Regions from separate parts of the Arachis hypogaea genome. Here region 1 is linked to region 2. The links are chromatin contacts, called in public Hi-C maps. All regions are on one chromosome and are shown on one strand. Each heading gives the region's core, a stretch centred on a gene start, on an enhancer-like site or on the middle of the called end of the contact. The rest is flanking DNA. Distances are from core to core; before and after follow the strand shown.

Region 1 (2,803 bases), core at 166-2,665, 160 kb before region 2:
TCACGGGACACAACCATCTTCTGCAGCGGCCCCCGGAGCAAACCCTCCCCGAGCCGCTGCACGCCGTCCTCCTCCACAACGAGCACCACAGGATCGTCAGCAACTCCGAGAAGCACCTCGACGTTTCCAGACATGGTGTACTGTGGTTCGATCACGGCGATGCACCGCGGCGGCTCGTCAATCATCGGATCGGCGAGGGGGACGGGCTTAGGGTTCCGAAAATCGGGAATACAAAAGAGCTGATTCTGCTCAGTGATGCAGACAACGCCGTTTCCCCAGAAAGCGCAATCGGCAACGTTCTGCTCGAAGCATTCCTTGCCCATGGAGATGTTAGGTTCGACGAGTTGGGCGTGGAGGTCGTAACGGTAGATGGTACCGTCTTGAACGACGCAGACGAGGGTGAGATCATCGTTCCAAGACATTCCGATGAGGCGGCCGCCCGGGTGGCGCCAGACGGCGTCGGCGAGGGGATGACCAGCGGAGTTGAAGAGGCGGAGCTTGCGGAGGGCGGACTCAGCGTGTAGCTGGACGATCTTGGAGTCGTCACGGATGACGGCGACGGGACCGCCGAATGGGGCGCCAGCGACCTTGTGGCGGGCGAGGTCCACGTGTTTCCACCTCATTGGGTAGAGCTCTGGCTTGCGGTAGTAGCGGTTGTAGAGGAGCTGCCACTCCGCGGCCACTGAGACGTTGGCCATTGCGGGAGAGAGAGAGTGAAAGTGGGGAGGTTGCGGGCTATCGGGCTATACCCCTATAGGAAGAGTTTCTGCCTTTCTTGTGTGACATGTACTTTTTTGGAATCTGAAAAGCTACCAGATACCAATTTTAATTTATATTGACAGGTATTTTTAGTTAGAGTAGGAGTGCAAAAAAAAAAGGCCAGATTAGTCATAACAGAATTGGTGATAGAACAAGTTGGTTTATTAGTTCAATTGATGAGATGAGTTATTAGTTGAATGACTTGAATCCGCAGTTTTAATTTTGTATAAATAAAAAATATAAAATAATAAAAAATTTAAAATATGTTTTTTATTAATATTCTAAAAATAATTAAAATTTAACAAATTATAATTAACAAATTATAATCTAATTATTATTAAATAAATATATAAAATTTTAGTATTTTTTAAAATAAACATTTTTATTTTTATTTTTATTTTTATATTAAAATAATTATTTTTTATTTTAATAATTAATTAGTTCGTTTATATTTATTATATTATTAATCTGTGTAATTATCAAACTCGACTCGATTCAGTCGGGCTGAACCACTCGTCAAACCGCTTAAGCTTTGAATCCAGTGAAAACCGGTTCGACCCGGACAGAACTTGTAAAAATCAGTGACCCGGCCGGTTCATGTAACCCAGATCGGGTCATTTTTTTTAAAAAACATCGGAAAACGGCGTCGTTCACTATCAACCCCCTCCCTCCGCGGTGCCCTAACCCCAAATGGATGATCACCCACCTCTCAAACCTCTCTCTTCTCTCTGACTGAGTCTCAAGCTCACTGAGTCTCACCTCTCTCTCACGGCTGGTGTCGTCGTCGACATCTCTCTCTCCGGTATCTCGCTTCTCTCGCGGCCGTTTCGGACTCAAGCTCGTCGCGCTCTGTCAGCGTCGTAAGCATGTCGCGCTCTATCACCGTCGCAAGCTCTGTCGCGCTCTGTCACCATCGTAAGATCGTCTTCCTGCTTCTGCCATCAACGCTTCCTTCGCCGTGAGTTGGTTTCTTGGCAGGTGATTTTCAGCTTCGGCCCTGTTATTTCTCTTTCAATTTCATTGCTGTAAATCATTAGTACATCTTGAATTTGTTGTTGAAAGTTGAGTTTATTGCTGAAATATGATTTAGCTAATTTTGTTTTGTGAATACTAGGGATTTGAAAATTATCATAGTTGAATTTGATGTTGCAAATTATGAATGAGATGAATTTATTGTCGTATGTTGAAATGTTGCTGAACATATCACTGAGCAAAGCTTTTTGTTGCTGGATAACATTATTGAGTTGAATTTTGTTGCTGGATAATATCGCTGAGTTGAGCTGAATTTTCTGTCGTAAGTTCAATTGTTGCTGAACATATCATTGCGCAAAGTTTTTTTTTGCTGGATAACATTATTGAGTTGAATTTTGTTGTTGGATAACATTGCTGAGTTGAGCTGAATTTGTTGTCTTCGGTTCAATTGTTGCTGAGCATATCACTGGGCAAAGTTTTTTGTTGCTGGATAACATCATTGAGTTGAATTTTGTTGCCGGATAACATCACTGAGTTGAGTTGAGTTGAATTTGTTGCTGATTATTATCATTGAACCTTGAATTTATTATGTTGCTTAAAAAATCAATTAGCTAAATATTTTGTTGCCGTAAATCTTTTGTTTTTTTTTTTGTTGCTGAGTTGAGTAACAATGCTATGAAAGATATAGATGTAAATCAAAATGAGGGAAATGTTGGTCAAATTCCAAATTTGTCCTATAAAGATATAAATGCTGACTTTGAAATCACCGATTGGACTTGATTTACCGATTGGACTTGATTTACCGATTGTGTTATATTTTTGCCCATTCTTGTTCATTTAAATTGAGAAAGTATTTTGTTCTAGAGACTAGATTATTATCTCTTTTTGCATCATTAGTTATGTCTAAGAATTGATATTTGATTATTATTTTTGTAAAGACTTGCATTTTAGGTTTTAACACATGTTTTTAATTTTATTTATATAATTTTATATATTTTTTAATTATAACCGGGTCAACCGGGTAAATCAGTGACCCACCGGTTGAACCGGCAATCCGGTCATATGGCCGGGT
Region 2 (2,700 bases), core at 44-2,543:
TATCAATTTAAAATTTATCATCAAATACATTCAGTGAGCAAAACCAATCAACCAAGTACTAACTGGGCATTTGGAAAAAAAAAAAGAATCAAAATAACATTTAAATCACAGCAAAAACACAACAACAATAAGAACATTTAAACAAAGCAACCCAAAAAAAAATCTAAAAATCACCATTGCTGAAAACAACAATTTGATCCGTGTATGCTCAAAGAATTAAAAGCTAAGCTTACAGGAAAGTGAAGAATACCAAAACCAAAGAACCTTCAATCACAGCTTAAATCAAGAACAGAAAATCACAACAAAAACAAAAAAAATTAAAAGTAACAGAAGAACAACAGAACAACAACACAAGATCAATTAGCAAATTAACAAATTCACAATAACAGTTAAAATTTACCAGAAGAACACACTAGTGCAAGTGGAATCATCATGCTAATATGTTTTCTGCAAAGATGCTATTTGTGCAGCTAAAATTTCCTAATTACTAAGATCCAATTATTCTAATTTCACATGCAATCAACTTACTAAGTTTCTAAAAGCTAGAAATTATAAAACCAACCAGAAATATAGTTAAAGCATTTCATCAAACATGTTTAGTGCCGTAAAATTAAAACAAAATAAGAGAATTCAAAGCTTAATATCAATGTGATAGAGAAGAGAACATAACTATTGTAACTTTAATTCAGTCTATGAAATAATCCAAACCACTGCCAAATCAAATAGTTACTTGTTGTAATAGAAATCAGAAGTTGCAGAGTTTGAAGCAGAGTATTGGTGTTGTGTGAGGGTATTGTCTGGTGGCAGGTTTAGGGAACTCACGGCGGCGACAAAAGAGAGCAGTTCGACAGCTAGGTGGGCGCGCGGGTTGGTCGCGGTGTTTGAAGCAGAGAAACGTGGTTTCCAGACGAACACGAATGCGAACTCGAACGGTGAACGGCGATTGAACGCGAACAGCGAACAGTGAACGCCGAGCGAACGTGAACGGCGAAGAACGCGAACGAAGACGTGAACGTGAACGGCAAACAAACGGCGATGGAAGCGCGGCTAAGCAGACAAAGACGACGGACGCCGAGCTCGAGGAAGCAGCCGCGATCGGTGACAGCGAACAGGGGTTGAAGACTTGGATCACGAGGGAAGCTAGATAGACGGACGGATGGCGAACTTTGAGTACGACGGACGCGGCAGTATGCCACTCCTTGCGGCGGTGGTGTAGGCTTAAAGTGCTAGGGTTTTTTGGCTGGGGTTGTGATTTGATTTCTTTCTGAATGAAAGACAGAAAGGGGGAAAGGGAGAAAGAAACGAAGGAGCTTCTGTTTTTGTGTAAACCGGGCGGGTTTCGGTTCGGTCCAATCGGCCGGTTCAGTGGTTTTTTATCAGTTTTTTAAATGGCGATTTTACATGTCTGATCGGACCGTTAATGTTGTCGGTTTGTGGTTAAATCGATCTGACCGATCAGTCCGGTCCGATTTTTAGAACATTGATTAAAACAGAACTAAGAACAACTAATTAGATCCAAAAAAATTAGAACAAATAATTTACCTGAAAGCTAAGAGGCATCACCATTCTAGATGTAGAGGAATGGCTACTGCGATGACTACAACGCGAGGACGACAATGACTACGAACTTGCGAAGGACGACAACCGACGGCTCTGGTGCATGCTGCTGGTGCATGGAGTAGACGGCGTGCTGCTGGAAGAGGTGGTGTGTGGAGGACGACAGGAAGAGAACCTCTACGACGATGGGAGAGGGAGAGAAAAGAGCCGCACCGCCGCGATGGTGCTGTCCAACGGCATTGATAGCGGGGAAGGGGAAAGAGTTTTCGGCGTTGAGAGGTGGTGAGAGCTCAGAGGATTGGAGACTGGAGAGAGGCTAAACGGAGTTAGGGTTACTGGTGGCTGTGAAAGGGTTAGCCGGTTCGGTCATTTGGAAGGGGGACTTTTATATAGGTTTTTTTAAGAAAATCGGTTCGATTCAGTTTGGTAAGAATTTTCAATAGCAAAATCAAAAACCGAAACGAGCCGCAAAAATAACTGCAAAACATCGTTTTTTCAGTTTTCAATTTGTTCAGTTATCGATTTTTTCGGTTCGGTTAGTCAGTTTTATTCGGTTTTGATCGATTTTGAACACCCCTATCGTTAACCTTCAATTCTATGTGGTTATTGGTGTTAGTAATGTCAATCTAAAGATTTAAATTCTTTTTGATATGGTTGTTACAAATTCGATCTCATAACTCGGCATTATGTACCATAACTCGGCACTTTACGTTATAACTCGGCGTTATACGTTACAATCAGACTCAATGGATTGCATCCTGCAATAAAAACGTCTGACCAGACAGAAACAAACTAATAACTGATCTTCAATTCAGATAAACAAACAGAAATATAACCGACCTATTATACTCCACTTATAAAGGTATGGTCTCTTATCCCTAACGAATATACTGAATTCACAATACTAACTTAAATATCAGAGTGCCTTTGCAGGTACACTCCCCCTTTTTTTTCGCACTCTCCACAACGTGACATCTCCCTGGACGAAGAGTTCAGATCTTCCTAGCATAAAGCTCGGTGTTAAAGGCAACAGCTCGGCATCGACTCCCATAGCCGAAGTTACGTTCAAGTTACTCACATAATAACATTTTTTTTTTTCAACACTCAAAATTTTTGTCGCTTCTTAGTTACAAAATTAAAATT

What was found. Hi-C and Micro-C count contacts between places; a contact is called where the count stands out from the background.
Region 1: a Hi-C map of leaf shows a contact between it and region 2, with 4 times the contacts expected there. The contact joins the promoter of LOC112714981 here to the promoter of LOC112714977 in region 2. A contact is called at or near these places in 3 of 8 Hi-C or Micro-C datasets (leaf and an unstated tissue).

The regions. Positions count from the first base shown.
Region 1 is chr10:6,672,832-6,675,634 of arahy.Tifrunner.gnm2.J5K5, reverse strand. LOC112714981 (deoxyuridine 5'-triphosphate nucleotidohydrolase) reads left to right here and starts at 1,415. Exons shown (of 5, transcript XM_072204527.1): 1 at 1,415-1,737. LOC112714983 (protein VACUOLELESS1) reads right to left here and starts at 925. Exons shown (of 16, transcript XM_025766698.3): 1 at 1-925. The coding sequence starts at 698.
Region 2 is chr10:6,516,384-6,519,083 of arahy.Tifrunner.gnm2.J5K5, reverse strand. It overlaps LOC112714977, which reads right to left and starts at 1,293. Exons shown (of 14, transcript XM_072204523.1): 1 at 823-1,293.